Regions from separate parts of the Sus scrofa genome. Here region 2 is linked to region 1. A link is a contact called in public Hi-C data. All regions are on one chromosome and are shown on one strand. Each heading gives the region's core, a stretch centred on a gene start, on an enhancer-like site or on the middle of the called end of the contact. The rest is flanking DNA. Distances are from core to core; before and after follow the strand shown. Region 1 holds the start of SIX1 (SIX homeobox 1). Region 2 holds the start of SIX4 (SIX homeobox 4).

Region 1 (6,209 bases), core at 1,721-4,220:
GGCACTGGCCAGCAGAAACCTGGCGTTGGGAGCCCCCTTCCAGCCGCGTTACCCTCGGGAGCCACGAAGCTGCGAGAGCAGCAGCTAGGGTTGCTCGTCGCCTTTAAATTTCCGACGCATCTCTGTTTTCTTGTGATTTGCATTGACAGCAAAAGGTTTTAAGTTACTAGAACGAGTCAAACCTTTCCGTGTGCGATTTAAAATGGATCATTTGGTTTATGTGGTTTGTAAATTCATGTCATTTTACCTCTTTTAGTGGTTTTCAGTGAAAGGTTCCATTTTGGGAAACCTTATATATCCGAGCCAATAATTAACATTTATAACAATTGGTTCCCCTAACCAAGGGATCGAAATAGCAGGTAGGCTCGTTGGTACAAAGCGAATAGCACTTTTCCTTTCTAGTCACACGATCTACTGGATTGAATGCTAGGAGAAAGGCTGTCGGGCTGGGCATGGCCTCCAAGGAAGAGTTCCACATCTCATCAACCCAGGTGCCTGCATTTGGCACATCCACTAGGTCGTCTTCCCAGTTGTCATCAACTTCTCAGTACTTCTTAGTTCCTTTTGAAGAGAGATGAAAAGAAGTGGTCAGGAGGTCTGGAGGAAGCTGGGGAAAAGGTGGTAATATTGGTATCTAATTGTCATTTCTCTGCTCCCCATCATTCCCTGCAAATTTATACCTGCTCTTATTTGTCCAAGCTGTACCTCTTTCCTCATACGAAAATTTTAATTATAGAGTACACCCCATACTCAACATACCATTTGTCTTTTAAGAGACTGGTTGTACTTACAGAATCCCTCCCCTACTCCCCCCAACACACACACATTGTAATTCTGTGCACTTGCTCCAGACTTTAGGATATTAGCTGATTTTTAAGAGCTGAATTTAAGTATCTGTTCTGATCCTCCCAGAGCTGCCATGCCAATAAGGAGCATTCCAAACAGAGACATTCCTCCTGGCAGGACATAGCAGTTCCTCAAGACTTCATCTGAAACATCATGAGTACTAAAATAAGACCATGAGGGAAAATTACCAGACACATGGGCTTGGGCTCTGCTTTGCCAGGTTTCCAGTTTAGAAAGTAAGTCATTGGGTGCACCATATACTAGGGGCTCTTTTGAGATAGTATGCACCCATTAAATGCATTTTCAAATAATTCTAAATACAATGAAATATCAGCATCTGTTTTCAAGGTCTAATTGCACAGGATACTGCAGGGTTTCAAAGACGCAAAATGCATTGTTTGGGAGATCAGCAGAGAAGCAGCTTTGTGTCTTACTCAGAGTCTCCCCAGAGACAGCTAGGAGGTGGAAACCTTTTATGATTTTAAAATGCACGTTCCAGGGTGCACTGGACTGGGTGCATCATTTTAAAACCATATAAATAATATAAGGAGAAACCCACACATTGCTTCTCCTCCCACTCCCACTTATGTCTCAATATGTAAATTGTTCGGTGGTGCTGAGCTCTTGCAGATTTAAAGAAGACAAGCAAGTTTAAAGAATCTAGAGTTTGTTCCTCACAGTCACTAAAAGGACACATTTAAGTCAAAAGCATTTTTGAAATGTGCTTAAAATTCTGTTTTGAACTTATCTAATCAGAGTTAACTAGAGCCATAAAGTCACTATCTTTCTATCCTTTGGCTCCCCTTATCTCCTTGCATTGTTCTTATCTCTTGCCAGTCTCAGCTACTGACAATAGATTATCTTTGTTTAGAGATGCTAATTGTTTTCAAAATCTTTTTAATAATTGCTTTGGAACAAGGTGTGCAAATGAGGCTTAAAATAATTACAGTTTTACTAAGCATTCTCTACACAAACACAAAATAACAGATGATGGGACTGAAATTGTAGGACATCTCTCATTCTCTGGCAGTAAAATAGGCCAGCATTGCAATCTACACACACACACACACACACACACACACACACACACACACTTCTTTATTTAATCTTCTTGGAGCCACTGTCCTCCTCCCTTTGAGGGCAGTGTCCCTCTCAGAACAGGGCAAGGATTATATTACAACCGGAGGGCTATTGGAGCCGGACACAGTTTTATTTAATTTACACCCCATCCAGCGCCTTTCGTGTGAAGTTCCCAGGGCATTTTTGCTAATAGCAAGTAAAGCTTCTCGGCATTCCTCAGTAGCAGAGGTGGCCTCGGAAAATGCAACTGCTCAGATGTGGAAACTGAGCCCAGAGGCCTGCCGACTTAAAGCATAGAATATTAAGATACCGAATCACAAATGAACCCTCAGCAATTGCTCAGCCACTATGCTCTAAACAGCTCTTTGCGCTGTCCCAAATAGTAGCGGCCTTTTGAGAACATGAGAAGTACTCTGCAGTTGGGAGTATTCAAGTCCTTTGGAGGGCGGTGGGGGCAGGAGGGAAGAGAGGAGAAATTAGGTTTGGCTCCTAGAGCTGAAGCCATTCTTCCAGCGGCTGCAGTCCGGAGCACTGATCTGCTTGCTCTTGTATTATTTATCGCGTTCTCTAAGCTATTCATCAATCCATTACTTATTCATTCCAACATTAAGGTAATTAAATATGAGCTCACCGGGAAAGGGCGAGTCTGCAAGGGACGGGGACAGGGGTACAGAGGAAGAGAAGGGGAATATGAAGGTCTGGAGTCATTGATTTGTGCAGAGATGAGAGCGGCTGCCCTTAGATGACACTGCAGAGGGGGCTCACGTTGCAGGGTCCTGACGTACTCACCCACTCCCACCGCCCCCGGTCCCCGCGAAGCGCCTCTCCCTCTTCCCTCCCCATCTCGCTTCCCACCTCTCGCGGTCCCACTCCTCCCACCACTCCCCACCCGCCCCCGCTCCACAGCTTCGCCCTCCCCGCGCGGGGCGGCGGGGCCTCGCGGCCCGGCCAGGCGGCGAGCAGGCTGGCCAGCCCCGGATAGGCGCCGCCCGCAGCCAATCAGCGCGCCGGGGACACTGCGCGCTTTAAGGCAGCTGCGGGTAGAACAGAAACCAAGTTCCCCGGCAACGAGCAGCATCCACCCGGCGGGAGACCGAAGCCTGAGAGGCCCGAAAAGCTGCGGAGTGAGCCGGCCGCTCCCTGTCCAGTGCGCGCCCTACTCATTTTCTTCTTTGGCCGGTCGTCCCCAAGTCTTGACTTGTCTTTCCGCCTGCATAAAGCCTCGGGAGGGGGTTAGGAGCAGCCGCGCCCCCCCCTCCCAGCGGCTGCCGCCCCCGGCTTTTTCGGCTCTGCTCCCTGCCGCGTGCGCTCCGGCAGTGCGCTTCGGCAGGCCCCAGCCATGTCGATGCTGCCATCGTTCGGCTTCACACAGGAGCAAGTGGCTTGCGTGTGCGAGGTTCTGCAACAAGGTGGGAACCTGGAGCGCCTGGGCAGGTTCCTGTGGTCGCTGCCAGCCTGCGACCACCTGCACAAGAACGAAAGTGTGCTCAAGGCCAAGGCGGTGGTCGCCTTCCACCGCGGCAACTTCCGCGAGCTTTACAAGATCCTGGAGAGCCACCAGTTCTCGCCTCACAACCACCCCAAGCTGCAACAACTGTGGCTGAAGGCGCACTACGTGGAGGCTGAGAAGTTGCGCGGTCGGCCCCTGGGCGCGGTGGGCAAATATCGGGTGCGCCGAAAATTCCCGTTGCCGCGCACTATCTGGGACGGCGAAGAGACCAGCTACTGCTTCAAGGAGAAGTCGCGGGGCGTGTTGCGGGAGTGGTACGCCCATAACCCCTACCCCTCGCCGCGTGAGAAGCGGGAGCTGGCCGAGGCCACCGGCCTCACCACCACCCAGGTCAGCAACTGGTTCAAGAACCGAAGGCAACGAGACCGGGCCGCCGAGGCCAAGGAAAGGTACGGGGTGTGATTCCTGACAATCAGGGGACCCGGGGAAGTCTTCCTTCCTCTCCCTCTCCGCCTCTTCCCGCCCACCCCCCTCCCCGCCCCAGGCACCAGCCACCGCAAAGGTCCCTGCTGCCTGAGCCAGTCCGCGGGGCGGCGCCCGGGCCTCCGCGGCCCTGCGGCGAAAGTTCATGAACTCTGAGATCGCTTGCTCGGGATGGGGGGCTCCTCTGATTTGAGCATCCGCGCGTGGGTTTCCTGGGATGTGAGTGTCGGGAAATGTTGGCGCTAGGTTTGTTTTTCATGCCTCCCAGGCTGGCGGGGGCCAGGAGTGACGGGTCGAGAATGGGTTTCTAGATAAATTAGAAAGGAAGGTGTGATCTTGAGGAAAGGGATTCAGTAGGGAGGGAGGATCTCGAGCCTTTTTCCTCTTGCTCCCCGGAGGAGTGGAGCTGGCTGAAACTTTTGTTCGGTCTCCCCTCCCGCCTCGTCCTGCACTCGCTCTCTCCTTGTAGTCTTTTGGGCCAGAGGTCGCTTCATCCCGCACTAATTGTACAAAAGGAGGAATCTTTCAAAAGAAATCAAGAGTTTGGGGCGAGTTACCGTTGCATGTACTCCCAGGCGCCTCAAGCCCAGAATGGATCGCTCCTCGCTGGCTTCCTCGCCGGTGGCCAGGCGGCGGGCGCAGCAAGTCTGTCCGCTGTCCTCGCCGCTGCCGCCCCAGGCGAGGCAGGGATGCCCAGTTTCATACTTCTCTCGCCCTGGAGCTCAGAGGGCAATCTTTTCTTTATCTGTCTCTGCCTCTGCCCTCCTCGCGCCAGCATCCCGGCCACCTGGCCGGGCTCCAGCCGGGTGTTGTCGCTTCCGACCGAGGCTCGAGGTTCGGAGGAGCGTGGGGGAGGCGGCGGTGGGGAGAGCACTCCGGGGAGCCGAGCAGGTTGCGCGAAACCTGAGCGCCCGGGTCGGCCGGGTTTCTTTTGTTCGCCTCAGAGCCTGGGGGCCGAAGATGTTGCCGCCCTGCTCCCCTCTGGGCGGAAAAGCCAAGTCTGGATAAATTCAACTGAAATAGGCTTTCTGGGAGAGAGAGAGACTGCGACCGGTGGGGAGGGAGTGGGAGAGACCGCAGGCCCGGGAGTGGGGAGGAGGCCGAGCGCTCTTAAGGTAAAAGCGGCGAGAGCCCTAGAGCCCTGGTTTACCAGCACCCAGCGCCCGGACTGACGCCCGGTGCGGCGCGCCGGCTCCCGCAGTTGCGGGGTGGTGGAGTTCCCCCGCCCGGAAAGGGTGCGCTGCTGTGGATGTCCTCAGGGAGTTTGGGAAAGGGCCGCGAGGCAAGGAGGACTGAGCCAGTAACACGGGAACAGGGACAGTACAATTCCAGTTAGACGTTAGTTGCAAAACGGCCGTCCGTCCTTTAAGTCAGGCCCGAGGGCCCACTCCCTGATGAAATCGGAGAGACTGGCTGCGCTCCCTGTGTGTTTACTCAGGTCACTGGGCCGCTCTGGACACCACTTCCCATGACCTGTCCTGTGTCTCTGAAACCACAACCTCCGGGCAGGGGCAGGGGAAAACTTGTCAGTTAATTGTTTCCTCAGATGGGAACAGGACAGTTGACTTGATTCATGCCCAAACATCTGTGCACTGGGCGCTCTTCGTCCCCTGATCATTTTCTTCATCACCGACAACCATTTGTTGGAAGTTGTTCACATTTAGTGACTTCTAAATGCGTGCTTGTTGATAGGTATTTAAAAATAACTGCTTGAACAAAAATTTTAAAGTAATTTTTGTGTTGCACATAAGCTCTGCTGATCTGGCTTTCTAAAATCTGGAAGAGGTAAGGACCCAGCTCCCCTTTAGCTCCCCTTCTCAAGTCTCTGCTGCCTCCTCATTTCCCCAGGGCCCTTGGGGATGAGTGAGAGGGCAGAGATCCTCCATTTGGGTCAATGACTGATTGCTCAATGGCCCTTTCCTACTCCTAGTTCTCCTCCCTCCATCTCACACTTTTTTTAACTTTTTTTTTTTTTTTTTTTTAACCATATGGTGTTGTCCTCTATTTCTTAGGGAGAACACCGAAAACAATAACTCCTCCTCCAACAAGCAGAATCAACTCTCTCCTCTGGAAGGGGGAAAGCCGCTCATGTCCAGCTCAGAAGAAGAATTCTCACCTCCCCAAAGTCCAGACCAGAACTCGGTCCTTCTGCTGCAGGGCAATATGGGCCACGCCAGGAGCTCAAACTATTCCCTCCCGGGTTTAACGGCCTCGCAGCCCACCCACGGCCTGCAAGCCCACCAGCATCAGCTCCAGGACTCCCTGCTGGGCCCCCTCACCTCCAGTCTGGTGGACTTAGGGTCCTAAGAGGGGAGGGAATGGGGCCTCAAGCAGCGACTAGGGACACTTG
Region 2 (6,209 bases), core at 2,038-4,537, 58 kb before region 1:
AATCAGCCATGAAAAAGGAAATCTCCATTCTTGATGGAAACACCATTAAATATATTCAATCCAAGTGCAACATTTTGTGCTGAAACAGATCTTCAATACACTGAAATAGCAAAAAGATTTCTATGTACTCTCATCATTAACTTCAAGCAGTAAGGAAAAGATATAGAAAGAAGCAGCTTGATTTTCATTCTCACAAAATCTCAATCTCAACTGTTTTCTCAAATGAAAACATAGCTTTAGACTGCATATCAGCACAGCACTCTCAATGCTCACAGTATGACAGACACAGGAAGTAGAAGCAAATATTCATCACTTCTACAAATCATTTGGCAAAAATAGTGCTCTGAGATTAAATCTACACCCCCTCAAGTCTGGAGTTCTCTTCTAATGTAGCTGACTATATTTGAGTCAAGGGCTTCCAGTCCACTTTGAATTGCTGCCAGAATGAGCTCTGAGGCTCAGCCAGCTAAAAAAATCTGGAGCCTGGTGTTGGATTTCACTTCTGGTCCTATAGGAATCTCCTCCTGGAGCTATAGAATACCAATGTAGCCACAGGCTACAGATTTCATAAAATGCCACTGCTACTTCTATATAATCTGTTGAACTTGGTACTCTGGAGACAATTATACGGAAGACATGCAGAAACCCAATACATGGTTTTCCTAGTCAATGCACTAGATTTTATTAACGATAAGCCTGAAGAAGAAGACTCCTATGGTTGGAAAGTCCATAGCCCTATAACATAGCCAAATGAATTGTCACTAGGTATGTACAACTGAAAAGTTTCCTATTTTATACTATTAGGGGGAAGAAAACAAACATTTAACAAAGATTAATTATGTGTCAGGTGCTTTTTGACACATCTTATCTCATTTAATCCTCACAACAATTCTGTCCACTTTTTATAGTCAAGTAGCCAATAAATGGCAGAGCTAGGATTAAACCTATATCTGGATAGCTGATCCCCAAATCCACATCCTTTCCGCTAAACCACATTACCTCTTGTCTACTTTGCTCTGAAAAATATGCTTTAAAAATTCAAGAAACTAAATGGAATGTGGTATCCTGGATTGGATCATGGACCAAAACAGGTATTAGTGGGAAAACTGGCGAATCCAAATAAAGTCTAGAGTTTTAATGTTGCATCAATGTTAATTTGCTTAAACAAATGTATCATTATAAGGTAAAGTGTTAACATTGGGGAAACTAGGTAAAGAGTATGTGGGGAGTTCCCGTGGTGGCGCAGTGGTTAACGAATCCGACTAGGAACCATGAGGTTGTGGGTTCAATCTCTGGCCTTGCTCAGTGGGTTAAGGATCGGCACTGCCGTGAGCTGTGTGGTATAGGTTGAAGACGCAGCTCGGATCCCGCATTGCTGTGGCTGTGGTGTAGGCTGGCAGCTGTAGCTCCGATTCGACCCCTATCCTGGGAATCTCCATATGCCGAGGGAGCAGCCCAAGAAATGGCAAAAAAGACAAAAAATTTAAAAATAATAAAAAAAAATAAAGAGTAAGTGGGAACTCTCTGTACTCTTTTTATGACTTTATTTTAAGTCAAAATTCTTCTAAAATAAAAAGCATATTTTTAAAAATTCAAAGTTATGAGTTTCAGATATTGTCCAGAAGTCCGATATTTAACTGGATATTCCCAATGGAGTAGAAACATGTGGTCTTTTCTATAAATTTTGAATCTACCAGAGATGTCAGTGCTGGCTTCATTAAGGTAGCACAAAAGTTAAATTCAAAACCAAATGATTTCTTGGTCATTGATCAGCAATGAAATTCAGCCTGTCCACAAAAAAAGAAAACTTCAGCAAGGTGATCATGATAGCAGGTGACCTAAACAGCTGCTTTATAATACATTGAAGTAAGCATTTCTGGGTAACTGGGAAGCAGAAACAATACAAGTCCACATAGAATTAAAGATTAGAATGATGTCATTAAGATGCTGCATTTTGAGAAAGAGTACCAGACACAAACTCAACTGAACCATCTTAATCAGAGAAGCAGATATGGGTTCATCCTTTTTTGAGGTAAGATCTCATGCAAACCATGAAGCAAAGAGATATAACTGCAAAAAGCATCAGACTCCACCCCCAAACCCTTCAGGGCAAACCAGAAGGCAGTCTCCCATCTGTTTATGCTGTAGAAATGGCTGCTGATCCTGCATTGAACTCCAAGACACCTGCACATAGAGATGGTTTCTACCAGGAATATCATCTCTAAAAAACAATTAATACACTTATACTGAAAGGGTTCATCTGGGAGATTTAAATTTCCATACTGTTGCTACTATAATCTAAAGCTTAGACCTCTTCCACTCTGCTGACCCAGGATAAACTTATAGCTAAAAGTTCTATATGCTTAGTTGCATCACCAACTCAGTTGGGCAGCCAGCCCTCCAAGTGACTTAAACACATTTTTTTGAAGCCTTCTTGTTTTCATCTTCTTAGAGGGCTATTTATACCATTTTCAGTGTCCCACCCCCCACCCCCCGCTTTTGGAATTTTAATTTCCTGTAAATGCTTCCCCATTAGAGCATTCCCTAGTGCCATTTTATTCTTGACCCTTTTCAATGCAAAATCCTTAATAAAGACATCAGAAAGGGGAGTGAAGGGCAGTAGAGAGATACCAGGAAAGCTTCTGAATTGTTCTCTGAAATTTTATCATCTAGATGCTGAGGGTGGTCTCTTTGTTAAGAGTTTAGCATCCGCACCTTAATGCCCAACAATTCATATTCCCTCTGGAATCGTAGGGACTCTCTCTGAAAGAGTCTGTTGTCCAGTTACCAGGCCCCATTAGGCATGTTCCCGCCCAGGAGCAGGGCCTGAAAAGAATGTCGGTGCCTCCCTTCAGGTATAGGTGCCTGGGGGTCAGGGGGAGAGGGGAAGGCAAGGGGTGGAGTGGGAGGCGGGTGATCGACAGGGATAGAAACGGTGTCTCCTCCTCCCTCTGAATGTGAAATAGCCAATGAGGTGGCGCGGTCGGGCCGGCCCGGCCGCCAGTGCCATATAGTATGCAGCAACCCGAGGAGTCACGTTGGGGGAACGGCAGAAAGCAGCTATCCTTTTACACTACTTTGCTCTAGCAGCTATCTTAATGGTGACTGCGTGGCCGGGGGGAAACCTGATCGGCCAGATCCAGCCGAAACCGGGAGGGAGGGAGTGGGCTTTCCGGAGGGGGGGAGGGGGGAGGGAGACGAAGAAGGAGGAGTGAGAGAGGGGGAAAGAAAGAGGAAAAGAGTGCGAGGGAGTGAGGGAGGGAGGAAAATAAACAACAAAAAAAAAATGTCCTCTTCCTCCCCCACCGGGCAGATTGCAAGTGCGGCGGATATCAAGCAGGAGAATGGGATGGAAAGCTCCTCGGAAGGGCAGGAGGCACCCCGAGAAGTGGCGGGGGGCGCGACGGCGGGGCTGAGCCCCCCGGCTCCAGCCCCCTTTCCCCTGGAGCCGGGGGACGCCGCGGCCGCCGCCGCCAGGGTGAGCGGAGAGCAAGGGGCAGTATCGGCGGCGGCGGCTGGAGCAGCGGCCGATCAGGTACAACTCCACTCGGAACTTCTGGGCAGGCACCACCACGCCGTGGCCGCCGCCGCCGCTGCTGCGCAGACCCCACTGGCCTTCTCGCCAGACCATGTAGCCTGCGTGTGCGAGGCGCTGCAGCAGGGGGGCAACCTGGACCGCCTGGCCCGGTTCCTGTGGTCCCTGCCCCAGAGCGACCTGCTACGTGGCAACGAGAGCCTGCTGAAGGCGCGGGCGCTGGTGGCCTTCCACCAGGGCATCTACCCTGAGCTCTACAGCATCCTCGAGAGCCACAGCTTCGAATCGGCCAACCACCCGCTGCTGCAGCAGCTCTGGTACAAGGCACGCTACACCGAGGCCGAGCGAGCCCGCGGCCGGCCGCTGGGCGCCGTGGACAAGTACCGGTTGCGCAGGAAATTCCCCCTGCCCCGCACCATTTGGGACGGCGAGGAGACGGTGTATTGTTTCAAGGAGAAGTCGCGCAACGCGCTCAAGGAGCTCTACAAGCAGAATCGCTACCCTTCGCCCGCCGAGAAGCGGCACCTGGCCAAGATCACTGGCCTCTCCCTCACCCAGGTCAGCAACTGGTTCAAGAACCGCCGGCAGCGCGATCGGAACCCCTCTGAGACCCAGTCCAAAAGGTGAGCGCCAACTTTCCTCCTCCTCCCCCTTCCTCTCCCCCACCCCCTTCCCAGCTTTCTTTTCCTCCAAGTGCTCGCAAACATGGCGCTTACCTTCCCCACCAGCTTGGTCCGGCTGCCCACCTCTCCCCGCCCCCTACCTCTCTCCCCGGCCGGGGGGAGGGGGGGCAGCGGTAGCGAGGGGCGGGAGAACCTCACTCTTTACCCTCCCCCACCTCCCCCAAGAAGTTTCTCGTCGCCCGCCTAGGTCTCAATCCCCGCCCCCACCGCGGCTGGTCACTGCTGCCCGGTTTCCCACCCCCATCCCGCTGGCTTTGAAGTTGGCACTCTGTCCCCGGTTCTGGCCGGGCGAAGGGGCTTGTGTAGGCGCCGGAAAGGCAGCTCTCGTGGCCGCCGGCGGCCTACGGAGGTTGCCAGCGCCCGCCGGGGTCTGCACCTCCACTGGGTTACACCGGCCTGGCGCGCGCACGCGCTCCGGGACCCCTGGGGTTCAGCTGCCCGGAGCCTGCGCTGAAGATGACCGTGGCCGCTCTGAGGGAGGGGAAAGTTGGCGGCGGCTGGCGGCGCGGAAAGGGGTCTGGGGACGTCGAGGTTTTATATGACAGAGTTAATCATTCACCCTGCCCGCTGTGGTTCCCTTCGCGGCCGCGGCAACTGTAGGGTGTTGGTGCGGCTCTGCTCTGCGGTGTTTTGAAACCTGATTCTGAACTCCTTAGTCTCGGATTTCAGCGCTGCTGGGGTGGTGGGGCTGGAGGGCTGCTTCCTCAGCCCCGAACACTCGGTGGCTCCCTCCTGGCGGGTGTAGTTGGGGGAGTGGGCGCAGACAAGCCATTGGCGGACAACGGGAAAGGAGTGGGGGCGCTCTCCACTCTGCACCTCCTTGAGCGCCCACCCTGGCGGCTTGGAACTTTTTGACTGCCAGGTGTTTTTTTCCCCAACCGGTAGAAAATACCGGGCTTCCCACCTCTTTTGTGCGTCTTCCTGAGTCAGGCACCTAGTCTCTGTGTCTGTGTGTATTGTTGGGCGAAGTAAAGTAAGGAGAAGGTCGCCTAAAGGGATGGTGTCTCCAGCCCCGCGGGCATAGGAGAGAAAGAATCCAAAAGCAGCTCGAAGGTTCTGTAAAGGGAAGGAATCTGGGAGCCGGGGAGCCCGGCCGGGCGGGGAGAAGGCGATCACCTGGCGCATTCCAGAGCCCGGCGCGGGCCGCTCCTGCCATGCGCTCCTGCGGGGGCCGGAGCGACGGCTCCGGCGTTCCTCGCCCAAGGCAGGGAGGGAGGCTCTGTGCCCGAGCTGGGCTTCCAGGTAACCAAAGCAAGGCGCGCACTGCCACCTGCGTACACCCCGGCGCAGACTTGCGGGGAGACCCAGAGCAGACGCATTAGTAACTCCACGCCACCTGACCCGGCGTCTGCCTGAGACTGCGGGCCCTGTCGCGAACAGAATCCCCGGGGCAAGGGGTAGGGGGCGTGGGGAGCGGGCGCAGACTGCAGCCTCCGCTCCGCCGGCAAGGCGGGTTCCCAGGGTCTGCCTCGCCACACTCTGCCAGCTTCGACCCCCGCCCCCCGCACACACCGCCCCGCCCCCGGCCCAGTTGCCTGGCTGAGGCCCCTCTCCGGATCTACCTCCCACCCGCACCCCCGGTGAGTCACCCTTGCAGACGGCGACGGCGGCTCAGCCTCAGCTCGTAAATCAAAGCGCTTTCTGCGCTCCTGGCCCCGCAGCCCAAAGCCCGGGTAATCCCCTCCCCTCTGCATGAAAGCGAACCGACTGCCGGACACTGCAGGGATGTCGGATCCTCTGCTGGGCTAGGTCCCGCCGCGCTCCAAACTGCCTCTGCCCAACACCCCCCTTTTTTCCCCTCTCTCCCAAGCTCAGACCAAATGGGAAACCCCCACCAATACCCCGCCCCGGATTTGGTATTTCACCCCAAATCGGAAAGCTGAGGAACACAATCCTGTCTGGAACAGAACAGGGCTGAGGGTGCTGGGGAAGGGGCCTGATAGGTACAAGGCCACTGAGTGACCCACACCCTTTACCTCCCACCTCACCAG

The links. A called contact is a pair of places that touch in the nucleus more often than the background predicts.
Region 2: a contact with region 1 is called in a Hi-C map of skeletal muscle, with 2.0 times the contacts expected there. The contact joins the promoter of SIX4 here to the promoter of SIX1 in region 1. A contact is called at or near these places in 17 of 47 Hi-C or Micro-C datasets (alveolar macrophages, brain, embryonic fibroblasts and 8 more) and 1 of 2 datasets of contacts at active chromatin or transcription factors (skeletal muscle).

What each region holds. Positions count from the first base shown.
Region 1 is chr1:189,621,413-189,627,621 of Sscrofa11.1, reverse strand. It overlaps SIX1 (SIX homeobox 1), which reads left to right and starts at 2,970. Exons shown (of 2, transcript NM_001199718.1): 1 at 2,970-3,825; 2 at 5,872-6,209. The coding sequence starts at 3,266. The coding sequence ends at 6,166. LOC106509125 (a long non-coding RNA gene) reads right to left here and starts at 4,693. Exons shown (of 2, transcript XR_001306416.1): 1 at 4,417-4,693; 2 at 1-561.
Region 2 is chr1:189,679,456-189,685,664 of Sscrofa11.1, reverse strand. SIX4 (SIX homeobox 4) reads left to right here and starts at 3,287. Exons shown (of 3, transcript NM_001244614.1): 1 at 3,287-4,158. The coding sequence starts at 3,287.